Regions from separate parts of the Mus musculus genome. Here all the other regions are linked to region 3. A link is a contact called in public Hi-C and promoter capture Hi-C data. All regions are on one chromosome and are shown on one strand. The core of a region is the stretch at or near the end of the contact, and the rest is flanking DNA. Distances in the headings are between cores, read along the strand shown. Region 1 holds the start of Fbxw4 (F-box and WD-40 domain protein 4). Region 2 holds the start of Dpcd (deleted in primary ciliary dyskinesia). Region 3 holds the start of Sfxn3 (sideroflexin 3). Region 4 holds the start of Scd1 (stearoyl-Coenzyme A desaturase 1).

Region 1 (2,969 bases), core at 136-2,635, 610 kb after region 3:
CCTCCAAATCTATTACATCATTCATTAAGCATTCATTCTGTTAGGATGGGGAAGTGGGGTGGGGGGTGGGGGGTAGTAGGGTTAGGGGGTGTGCAACTGAAAAACTTTTAAAATGGAAATAGGAGTGCATCAAATGATCATTTCTTACGGTTTTTTAAAACTTTATTATATTCGCATATGTTACAACAAAGCAAGAGCAGGGTGCAGTCTGAAAGCGTTTATCCTGACCAGTTCTGTGACTGTCATACACGCTCTCCCCTTCCTGTTTAACAGCCTGAGTGTTTTAGGAATGGTTTGCATCCACGGGTCTCAGATATTACTAGGTCAAACTGCCTATCTTGGATACCGCCTACCCCAAATCCAACTTGATGCCTCACACAGACATCTTTTGTGGGTCCTTCCACCTGAATTAAGTCCTAAAATAGGTTGACAATGGAACTGAAAGGTTTTTTTGTTTGTTTTTGTTTTTGTTTTTTTAAGGTTCTGAGCCCTTTTCTGCACATTTAATTTGATCTGAGCCCTGAAACCTAACAACCTTTGAGAGGGTGGGCAGGACGAAAGGCCACAAAAACCACGTTGGTGGACCTGGGCCTGGGCCCTAGAACCAGCAGGAGTCACCCTTCAGGTCCTGTCTGTCGCACAGGACACAGGGCAAGGAACCCAGGGAGCCAAACCTTTGGGAATACTCATTTTAGGATGGCTAACTGTGAGTAGCCGCCCACGGGGGAGGGTGCCGACTGAGGAATGCTCTCCGGAAGTTTCCTCGGGTTGGGGAATCTTGAAGAGGGGTGACACCAGTATTCCTCGAGGGTGCTGGGGGAGGGGAGAGGGAGGGGGTGGGGGGCAAGTCTGGGCTTCAGTATTCCGGGTGCCACACGGTCCCGAGCCGACCAGGCCTCGGCGCCCCGCCCTTTCCCAGGACGCTGGCCGGCCCGGGGCGGGGAGCGGGCGGGCGAGCGGGCGCTTACAGGTCGGTGCCGAGCCGCGTGAAGCCGGTGTTGAGCGAGGCCCGGGCTATCGGGCGCCAGAGCAGGTCGCAGCTGGTGAAGCGCCGCAGCCAGCGGCAGACTTGGGCCAGGCGGCCGAGGGCCCGCGTGTCGAGGTAGGAGCAGATGAGCAGCAGCAGCTCCTCCGGCAGGCGCCAGAGCGCGGGCCCCGCGGCCGGACGGGTGGCCGGCTCCACGGCCGCCGCTGCGGCATCCTCCGCCGCGTCCTCCGCCATGGCCGTCCGGGTTCCCGGGATGCCGCCGCACGCCTGAGGTCCCTGCTCCTGTCCTCTCTCCAGGCTGTCGTCCTCCCGCCGCCCGGCCCCGACCCTCCGCTCCTCCTTCCCCGGCTCTGCGCTGCCCTCATCCCGCTTCCCGGAGCTTCTCGGCCTTTCCTCCTCGCCTCCCTCGCCTTCCTGTCCCCGGCCTGCCTCAGCCGCCGGCCCCGCTGCCTTCCTCTCCGGCTGCAGGCCCGGCTTTCCTTCCGCCCCGCTTCCTCTTCCGCCGTGCCCGGTACCTGCTTTCCCCTTCCCTTTCCCTTTCCCTTGCTTTCCCCGCGCGACCCTCGCCTCCTGCAGTTTCCTCGCCTCCCCGCCCTCGCCTTCCCTGGGCCCGCGGTTCCCGGGGGGACCCGAGCGGCCCTGGCTGCTCATGAGCGGCCGCGGGGCCGGCTCGACGCACAGCCGAAGACGCCACCGCCTCCTCGAGAGGAGGCGACACCACGTCGGACCGGGTCACATGGGGCGGCGCGGGCCCAAGCCGAGACCCGCCCCTCACGCCTGTATTTCGGGGTGCGAACCCCAACCTGGTCACTGACATCCCCATCTTCTGGAGCACCAGGAACATCTAGTTGAAGCGTGTGTCTTCAAGACCGGATGGAGAAAGCGAGCTTGATGGCTCTCGTCTGTGATCCCGGCATGAGGCTAAGGCAGGAGGATGGCCATGAGTTCAAGGCCGGCCTGGCCTACAGAGCAAGAGACTGTCCAAATTAAAAAGACAGAGACAGACAGACAGACAGATTGCTGAAAGGTTCACAGAAAACTCCCACCTACGTCACAAGAGGAGCCTGTGGCTTCAGGAACTATCAAAGTTGAGCCTCTGCCCTCAAGGGGCCTTTTGGTCCCATGAGGCTTCCTCTTCCCCAGGTTGATGCCTTCTTTCCACAAGCCACAAACCAGATTCTTAAAAAAATGCAAGCCAGACGTTAGAAAGTTCCATTGCCCTTGGTCTCACGAAGGATGTCAACCAAGGTCCTGTAGGTTGTCCCAGTATGATTCGACAACAATGAGGGAGGTAAAACCAACCTTCTAGATCCTGAGTCCGCAGCTCCCAAACGAAGCAGCACGTGGCCAAGCAGGGGTTTTTTAGTAGCCGTTACATAGGCAGAGCTGAATCTACAAGATTACTAGGGATCCGTTTCCCATACCACCCACTGGATCCACCTGAACCAATCTAAGCTTCAGAAGTACAGATCGATGCTGTCCCATTGGATCTGTGGGGCCACTTTAATCACATGTGGCTTCTTTCTGTGTGTGTGAAAGGCAGGGTCTCCAGGTCTGAGCGTGCTGTAAGCATAAGTGAGGTACACAGCTGATTTTGAAGAGCTAGACAGGAAAAAGAATGTGAGATGTCTTACATAATTCTAAACTACATGTTAATTATTAGTAGTCTGGACATACTGAACTGAATTCAGTATATTTCGTATAATTGTTAGAAATCTTTGTATTCCGTGTTATTTCTCTATTAGACAGCACTTAGGAAGTAAGACTTAGGAGAGCCAGGCGTGGTAGAACATGCTAATAGTCCCAGAGCTGAGGAGCCAGAGGCAGGCAGATCTCAGGCCAGCCAGGGCTACATACTGAGACCCTGTCTCCAAAAGGGGGGAAAAAGGCAAAATAAGTTTCCTTTTCTTGACTCTATATAAGAACCAAGGAGTGGTGGGACACACCTGTAATCCCAGCACTTTAGGAGGCAGTGAAATCA
Region 2 (2,880 bases), core at 326-2,825, 510 kb after region 3:
GCCCAGGCTGGCCTCAAACTGACTATGTAGCAGAGGATAACCTTGAGTTTCTGATTCTCCTGCCTTGACCTCTAAGAGCTGGGATTACAGTTGTAGGTCAGAGCTATAATGAACTGTTCGAAGCCACCTCCCTTCCTTTTCCTGCCATCCAGAGAACAAAATACCTTCAAAGAATTCTACCGCAAACGTACAACAAACTTCCTTTTTTTGGGGGGGGGTGGTTAGTTTCAAGACAGGGTTTCTCTGTGTAGCCCTGGCTGTTCTGGAACTCACTCTGTAGACCAGGCTGGCCTCGAACTCAGAAATCTGCCTGCCTCTGCTTCCCAAGTGCTGGGATTAAAGGCTAAAGGCTTGCTTGCTAGCGATACCCCCCAGGGGTTTTTTGTTTTTGTTTTTGCTTTTGTTTTGTTTTGTTTTTTTCAGCAAACTTCCTTTTTTGTTGTTTTGTTTTGCTTTTCGAGTTTGAGGCCAACCTGATCTTGGCCACAGGTTAGGTCACTTCTGTTAATCTGACTCTAGCTGAAAACAAGAAGGCTGAACGTTCCAGTGTGTGAGGGTGGACCGGCTCACCTCTAGCTTCTCCCACCTCCCTTTTGGGAATCTTTGCAAGTGCTTTTGAAGATAGATCTGCATGACTTTTCTTCCGCTTGGGAAAGGCCTTCACGATGCCCTGAGGGTCCATTGAAGGGCGCTGGATCCTGGCCTTTCTGTTAAAGGATTGAGAGCCAGCCCTTAATAATTTGGCATAGAGGTGGGGTTTAGGGGTAACAGGTCCCTTTCTCAGAGGTCTCGGAAACCCCAGTTAAACTTAAGTGATTTAATCCGAGTGCCACACACACATACCAGCCTTTCAACCCTAGTCGTACTGAGGGAAGCCAGGGAAAGGTTGGGATTCTTGTGGGTGTAGGGGAGGTGTGGATCGAAAGGAAACAACATGGGGTGGGGGTGGGGGGAGGAATATAGCGCAGAGTCAGCCTCTGCGTCCCCTTCCAAGAGACTTTTCCAAAATGATGACGGGTTTGGGAACCGGACTACATCTTTAGGAGAGTCTTCATCTCCCCAACGAATTGGAGTCTAAGGGACATGTCACATAAACCTCGCATCATCTTTCTCTAGCCTCAATGTGCATTCGCAGAAGAAAACCTGGGGAGTGAGGCTTCAGGGAAAGTTGTGGGCACGCTGCGCACCTGTCCCTGTCGCAGCAGCCCCATCGCGCGGGTCTGAGCCCCGCAGCTGCAGGGAGGTGGAGTGCAGCCGCAGCAGATGTAGGGAGCCCTCACAGCTGGAGGTGGGCAAGACCGAAGCAGACGTGCCACATCCACTGTGAGCAGCTGGTGTGAACCAGGGACTCCCAGCTGGGGCCAGAAGAGAGTTGGTGCTGGATCCCTAAAAGTTCTGGGAGCATCCCCACCCCACCCGGCCCCAGGACCGGTCCAAAGTAGGTTAGAATCTCCCGGCAAAGAGAAATAAACTCACCATGGGAGCCAATGAAAACGGATTGGGGGAGGAAGGGGTAGAGGGGAAAAAAAAAAAAAAAAATCAGTTCCCAGAATACTTCCCGGGTCATCCGGAAGTGATCATCGGTCGGGTAGTTGCCATGGCAGTGGCCCGGCGCGTTCCTGGGCGGAGGGAAGATGGCGGTGACTAGCTGGTTGGAGGTTTTGCGGTCGGCCGAGAAGACGGCACTGCTGCAGGATGGTAACTCGAGACCCCTCGTCCTTCCCCCCAGGGCGGGCTCTATGCGCCCGCTCCCCCAGGGAGGGCCTCAGCCTGGGTGGGCAGAGCTGGACCTGTCGCAGCAGCCTACAGCCATGCCAGCTTCCTGCTTTTGCAGAGGAAACCGGCCCAGGGAGATGACCCGAGTGGAACCCAAGTCTTTGGTCACCCACCTCAAGAGTTCCTTATATCATCTCTCCCCGCTCAGAGTTTTGTTGGTATTTCCCAATAATTCATTTTACATTCATCATCGTCCCTCAGGGCTGTACCAAGAGGCTAATTCTGCACCCCATTTGACTGACGAGGAAACTGAAACCCAGGAAGGTTTTAGACCAAACCCAGGTTTTGCAGATAATCAGGTATAATTCGTCATCTGGGATCCATGCAGCTCAATTTGGGGGTCCTATTGATGACAGCAGCCCCAATGGCATAGAAAGGAGACACCAGGGTTTTAGATCAACTCTAACATCGATTCACCTCTTCAGTTGTTAGGACCCCATTTTCTTCAATTATAAAATGAAGTGGGTGGGCTACCAGTGTTGTTTCTAAGGTCCTTGTTTTCTTTTTCTTTTCTTTCTTTTTTTTATTTTAAAGATTTATTTATTTTTTTATTATATGTAAGTACACTGTAGCTGTCTTCAGACACACCAGAAGAGGGAGTCAGATCTCGTTACGGATGGTTGTGAGCCACCATGTGGTTGCCGGGATTTGAACTCAGGACCTTCAGAAGAGCAGTCGGGTGCTCTTACCTGTTGAGCCATCTCACCAGCCCAGGTCCTTGTTTTCTAACTATGTTTTGTTTATGATGTGGATTTTAAATTGCCCCCTGATCTTTAGGGGAGATAGAGCAAGGGCTAAGGTCTAAATGACTAAGAACAGGAGCTTGAGATGTCAGCTTTTCCTCATCCTGCAAGTGGCCAGTTTAAGTGCCCTGTGCCCCTGAGGTCTTTCACAGACCCACCCACCTGGCAGCCAGGGTGCCTTAGGTCTGAATTCCTGAGGCTTTAAAGCTAACAGCTAGCTTTAAAACATCCACAGGCAGGTGCCTGAAGTTTACAGAAATTAAAATCAGGTTTCATTTGCTCCTACCCTACAGCATTTAGGGAACCCATTGCCATGTGCCAAATTCTGTGCTAGAGCAGATAGAAAAAACAGACAATAGCA
Region 3 (2,700 bases), core at 105-2,604:
AAGAGAGAGAGGAGAATGGGTGCCACACAGTTTACTGCAGCATCTTTCCTGTGTGTATATGTATATGGGTAGGGGCTAGCCTCCCGAGCTGGACTTCAGGACCTGGGATAGCTGCGGTCGAGCTTGCCCCCCACCGCCACCCCCAGGTGAATGTCAGGCTCCAGGCTGCAGTTGTGAGTCTAAAGTCGCTGCAAGACTCTATCCCAGGACTGAGTGATCTTCTGGAGAGAGCCCCACAAATCGCTAGTGCAAAACCAGGGGTCACGCCCTCTAGAGCATTTCTGTAAACCAAAAAACAGACTCCCCCATGTAGGACCTCCTGCCTCGCTACCTCTAGGACTTGGCCACCTCACCTGGTCCCGTGTGCCGCCGCTGCCCTTGTCGCCCGCTGGCGGGCGCGATACAGTGAACTAAGGACCCCGCCCACGCTCCGCGCAGCTGCTGGAATAGAGCTACCCTGCGCGGTCCTGGGATCCCATTGGCTGCTGAGACCGCCAGTCATTCTCTTCTAGCACCTTTGGTAGCCTGTCCGGATTGTAGCTTCTCACCTGTCTGATACCTCTGGGCTCTGCCCGCCCCAACTCTGAACCCCAACTGGTCGTTGGAACCCAGGCTCTGGAACTGGCTGGGTTCCACTGGCTACTAGAATCACGTCTTCTCCGGGCCACGCTAGCTTCCTGAAATTGCCATCCCTTCCGTAGTCATCCCTAAGGTCTCTGTGGGAGAATGTCACAAACGAAAGAGCTGAACCTGAGCCTGAGATCAGCAGGAAGGAAAGCTGGAACATGGCTGTGTCGCCGCTGTGCCCTGGGTGCTGATGGATAAGGGATGTGTGTGTGTAATGCCTTCTTCACCTTCGGAGACACCCTGTTCTGGAAAGGCCGCACGATACAGCAGCTGATCCCAGGCCACTAGGAGAAGAATCTTTCTGATGCGCCTGCTTGGATGCAGGCAGAGATCACGGGAAACTTTGGCCGTGCACATCCCTAGGACTGGGGCGTCAGTTTGTGTACGGATAAGTGTTGGGGGTACAAAAAATTGCTGGCACAGTGGAGCTGGGGATTAGGTGGCAAAGGGGACTGGGAACACAAAAGGGGCACAGATACCACAACAATGTGGCTGGAAAGAGATGCGAATGACGAGGATCTGCAAAAGGAGCCTCTAAGACCTGGAGTAGCAGACCAGGGTGCAAGCAAGGAGAGTCCATTGCCAAGGCAGCAATCAAGTAAACAAGCAGTAATCCGAATCCCTCCGGGCGTTGCACCCTCAGAGGCCCGCCCTCCACGCCGCTCACCCGCACCCAGTGCACCTAGACTGGGTGCTGCGGGGGTGGGTGCCTCCAGAGGCAAGCTAAGGGACTGCAAGCGAAGGAGGCAAGTGGGGCGGCTCCTCCCCTTTTCTCCCTGGTTGGGAAGGAGGCCAGAATTGCTTCCCAGGACTGGGTCGGGTTTGGTCTCAACGGCCTGGTCTGGGAGAATCACTCTGGACATCCACTGTCTCGGAACTCTGCCAAGAGGGGGGGTGGGTCAGGCGAACGAGCTCAGGGAGCCCCCGCCCTTCCCTGCTGCTCAGCGTCACGCGTGACGTCTCGGTGATGGCTGGGAGGAAAGCGGAGAGCGGTGAGGAAGGCGGGTCTGAGAGCTTCTAGAGGCTGAAAACCCCGGAAAGCGTGAGTGCCTGCTGCCTTGGGAATCAGCAAAGTGGAGGGGTGAGGGCTTGGGCTCAGAACAGAAGGCTTGCCTTGAGAGAGGTGCTCTCTCTTATGGGAATTCCATATTGCGTGGTCTGTTAGGATCTGTAGGGCACAAGGAGGGGTTGGTTGAGGCTGTGTGTTAGGCATGCTTTCAAATGTCTGCAACTGATAGATATGGCTGAGCGTGTGTGTGTGTGTGTGTGTGTGTGTGTGTGTGTGTGTGTGTAACGGTACTCTGGTTGGTTGACTAGTGTATACAGTGTGACTCTAACCTGTTTGTGTGCTGGGGAGGGCGTGCCTGTCTTTGTGTATAAGTATGTGAAAGTCGGGTGGGGACGGTGTCTACTGTGAGGGAGGAAGTGGGGTTGGAGGGTATTAGTCACTCTGCAGGATTTTTGCCTAACACAGCCAGATGGCTGTTCTTGGCATTCCTTTTTGTGCTGGGCGGAGGGGCATCCATTGAATCTCGCCCTTTCCTGAGGTTTTTCTGAGGCTCAGAGAGAGTTGGGTGGGTGCCTGCGTCAGTTCTATTCAACCCAGGACCAGGGAGAGCCCGGAGTTATTGTGTAGGAGTGGAAGCAAGTGGGTTTGAGGAGGCTATGTGGGTGCTCACATGTTCACAAATGGCTGCCACTCCAGTGCTGTTTGAGATCTGGTACGGATCAGCCCTCAGGTGCCTAATGTCTCCTCCAATCAGGGGCTTGAGTGTGGGCTGCCTTCTGTCATTTTTCCAAACAGCCTTGGAAGTTTTTATCTAAGTCTTGGGGCAGCTGGGGCCTGAAGCTGGAAAGGGCTTGGGTGTGTTATCCATGTTCTGTGCTCCTATAGCAGGAGCTCAAGATAGCTGCCCCAGATTAGCTGCTGCTGGGGAATCACACACACACACACACACACACACACACACACACACACACACACACTCACACACACGTAAATCTGGCATCAGGCCACAGCGTCAGGAAAGCTATATTCTTGGTTCTGGTCTTCCCTCCGGCTCTTAAGTGGCT
Region 4 (2,919 bases), core at 252-2,751, 640 kb before region 3:
GGGCTGGGTTCTCTTGGGTCAGGTGGGGCCAGGATGCACAGCTTAAGCAAGCGTCTCATACAGAAAAGCTTGTTCAGAGAGAGTTGCTTCTCTGCCTCAGGTAGACCCCTCCCAGTCTCCTGCACAGGGACTCAGTATTCATGTTAAGTCCCACAAGGAACCAGAAAAAAAGGCTGGGGAAATCTGAACAGAGCAGCCACTGCCTTGGGTCAGAGGGTACCTTATTAGAGAGCAAAGAGAAATCTGAGGCACTGGCCCAAGACAAGGGGCGCTGCTCACCGAAGAGGCAGGTGTAGAGCTTGCAGGAGGGAACCAGTATGATCCCGTACAGGCCTCCCAAGTGCAGCAGGACCATGAGAATGATGTTCCTCCAGACGTACTCCAGCTTGGGCGGGGGTCCCTCCTCATCCTGATAGGTGGGGTCGTGAATATCTTCTTTCATTTCAGGACGGATGTCTTCTTCCAGGTGGAGGGGCACCGTCTTCACCTTCTCTCGTTCATTTCCGGAGGGAGGTGCAGTGATGGTGGTGGTGGTCGTGTAAGAACTGGAGATCTGCAAAGAAAAAATTCAGTCGGGGGAGGCCGATCTGTGGGGCTCTCTCTCTCTGTCTCTCTCTGTGTGTTGTGTGTGTGAGAGAGAGAGAGAGAGAGAAATAGGAAAGAAGAATGAAACATTTATAGCCTCAGTAACACACAAAGGGATCCCCGTGTAAGTTATACAAGTATCGGTAGGACGGGCTTTTCTTTAAAGCAGCGGTTCTTAACCTGTGTCTCACGCTCAGCCCCTTTGGGGGTCAAATGTCCCTTTCAGAGGGGCAGCCCAAGACCATCGGAAAACAGATATTTACATTACGATTCAAAACAGTACCAAAATTAAAGTTATGAAGTAGCAACGAAATCATTTTATGGTTGGGGGGGAGGGGGTCACCACAACATGAAAAACTGTAGTAAATAAAGGATCGCAGCATCTTGAAAATTGAGAACCGCTGCTTTAAAGCTAAAGGCACGAAAGTTGGGACTCATCTGCCCAAATTACAATCTACACCTCTCAACCAACCGGTCACGTCAGAATTCGAGAAAGCCCAGTAGTCCGGAGAACTCTCAACTTTCTCCTCCCGGGACCAGTCACCTAGCTGCGTGGCCAGTGCAAGGAGCGAGGGCCGCTTCTGGAAGCTCACCTCTTGGAGCATGTGGGCCGGCATGATGATAGTCAGTTGCTCGCCTCACTTTCCCAGTGCTGAGATCGAGCGTGGACTTCGGTTCCGGAGCCCGTTGGTGTAGGCGAGTGGCGGAACTGCGCTTGGAAACCTGCCCTCCTGACTCTCGGGATGGGTGTTCAGCCCGGTCTGGCTGTGCACAGATCTCCCTGGGCTGGGATTTTAAAGGGTAGAGCAGGCGATGGGATGACCGTGTTCAGTATTTCCTCAGCCCCCTTTTATCGGCTGCCAGCAAAGGGTAAAGAGCGCAGAGATAGCTAGCCAAGGAAGCCAGGCGTGGAGGTGAGGGAGGGAGGGAGGGAGGGAGGGAGGAAGGGAGGGAGGGAGGGAGGGAGGGAGAGAGAGAGGGCGGGACCAAGAACGGGAAAGAAAGCCAAGTAGATTCCAGAGTAGACCTTGGAGGCGCCGGGATGCTGAAGGCATCAACAGGGCGCGCTGCTCCAACCCCCTGCCTGGGGATAAATGCTAATGTGCCTCCTGTGAAGCCCGTCTTGTCATTGGCCAAAGAGAATTTGGTGCCACCTTGTCCTGCCTTTTCCATTGGCTAGGCGCAATCTGCTGTTCCCTCTGCCTCTAGCTTCTCGCTCTCTCCTCCCCTCTTTTTCTCCTTATCCTCTTTGCTGTGGGCTGATGGGTGACTTTTCTTTAAGAGCAGGATAACGTGATTCCAAGTAGGAATTGTGTGCAAGCCTAGGACTTTGGTCTGGCGCTTAGCAAATGGTTCACTGGGGAAATCGCATCGAAAGAAGTGAGGAAGACACTGGCTACCGCCACTCACAACTCGGTCTAACTTCACATCTACCCCCACTTCCAGGCACCAGCAAAGAGAAACCCCGGGAGACTGGGATATGAGGGTGCGCCCAGGGCTCTGACCCGGGAAAACAATAGTGTATCCCTTCAGCCAGCATCCGGTTGCTGCTGCGTTCTTGACAGCACACGCTGAGTTACAACTGCACTCACTCATTGGGCTCCGTCTGCCGGGGACCGCCTCTGCTGGGAGCCAGAGCCCAATCCTAGCTGCTTCTCCTCAAACGGGACGGGACGTTTGAGAGCTCCTTAGATCCTCACGTTGAGATTCCAAGAAAAGGGACTAAGGAATCAAAGGGCCTGAGTGTGCGGTGCGAATAGCAAACAGGCACTTTGCGATCCCTAAGAAGTCTCAAGAATTTCCTTTTTGTTGAACCCACACTGACCCTGAGCAGTAGGTATTCCTTGGTACTTACTGTTATTGGTTTCTTTTTAGACAAGGTCTCTGAAGCTCTGACTGTCCTGGAACTCACAGTGTAGACCAAACTGGCCTCAAGCTTCATAGATCTGTGTCTGCCTTTGAGCTGGGTCCAGCTCCTCGGTCTTTTTAAAAAGGAAGTGAAATTTAAAAGAGTTGAGGTTACCTGTGGTCACGCTTAGCCAGTGTATGGTGGAGCTAGGAATTGAGTATCAGATGAGTGGCTCAAAGGTAAAGGCAGGCCTGGCATGGTGGCGCATGCCTTTAATCCCAGCACTCAGGAGGCAGAGGCAGGCGGATTTCTGAGTTCAAGGCCAGCCTGGTCTACAAGGTGAGTTCCAGGACAGCCAGGGCTACACAAAGAAACTCTGTCTCAAAAAGCCAAATGCAGCCTGGTCTACATAGTGAGTTCTTTTCTTTTTTTCCTCTTCTCGCTTTTCTTCTGCCTGCCTGCCTGCCTGCCTGTCTGTCTGTCTG

Evidence for each region. Promoter capture Hi-C pulls out the DNA fragments that hold promoters and counts their contacts. A called contact is a pair of places that touch in the nucleus more often than the background predicts. Capture Hi-C pulls out chosen DNA fragments and counts their contacts.
Region 1: a promoter capture Hi-C map of erythroid cells shows a contact between it and region 3, with 8 times the contacts expected there. The contact joins the promoter of Fbxw4 here to the promoter of Sfxn3 in region 3. A contact is called at or near these places in 4 of 39 promoter capture datasets (the 3T3-L1 cell line, cranial neural crest and erythroid cells), 3 of 115 datasets of contacts at active chromatin or transcription factors (astrocytes, microglia and pancreatic cancer cells) and 1 of 9 other capture datasets (adipose tissue).
Region 2: a contact with region 3 is called in a promoter capture Hi-C map of adipose tissue. The contact joins the promoter of Dpcd here to the promoter of Sfxn3 in region 3. A contact is called at or near these places in 2 of 484 Hi-C or Micro-C datasets (LSK cells and embryonic stem cells), 7 of 115 datasets of contacts at active chromatin or transcription factors (SST interneurons, bone marrow-derived macrophages, extraembryonic endoderm stem cells and 4 more) and 4 of 9 other capture datasets (adipose tissue, embryonic stem cells, liver and 1 more).
Region 4: a contact with region 3 is called in a Hi-C map of muscle stem cells, with 2.4 times the contacts expected there. The contact joins the promoter of Scd1 here to the promoter of Sfxn3 in region 3. A contact is called at or near these places in 1 of 39 promoter capture datasets (stem cell-derived epiblast-like cells), 1 of 484 Hi-C or Micro-C datasets (muscle stem cells) and 1 of 115 datasets of contacts at active chromatin or transcription factors (pancreatic cancer cells).

The regions. Positions count from the first base shown.
Region 1 is chr19:45,658,808-45,661,776 of GRCm38.p6, forward strand. It overlaps Fbxw4 (F-box and WD-40 domain protein 4), which reads right to left and starts at 1,386. Exons shown (of 9, transcript NM_013907.2): 1 at 969-1,386. The coding sequence starts at 1,222.
Region 2 is chr19:45,559,010-45,561,889 of GRCm38.p6, forward strand. It overlaps Dpcd (deleted in primary ciliary dyskinesia), which reads left to right and starts at 1,576. Exons shown (of 6, transcript NM_172639.3): 1 at 1,576-1,698. The coding sequence starts at 1,635. It overlaps Poll (polymerase (DNA directed), lambda), which reads right to left and starts at 1,555. Exons shown (of 9, transcript NM_020032.3): 1 at 1,477-1,555; 2 at 571-707. The coding sequence starts at 682.
Region 3 is chr19:45,046,222-45,048,921 of GRCm38.p6, forward strand. It overlaps Sfxn3 (sideroflexin 3), which reads left to right and starts at 1,355. Exons shown (of 11, transcript NM_053197.4): 1 at 1,355-1,669. It also overlaps a transcript of Pdzd7 not described here.
Region 4 is chr19:44,406,208-44,409,126 of GRCm38.p6, forward strand. It overlaps Scd1 (stearoyl-Coenzyme A desaturase 1), which reads right to left and starts at 1,502. Exons shown (of 6, transcript NM_009127.4): 1 at 1,179-1,502; 2 at 280-553. The coding sequence starts at 1,202.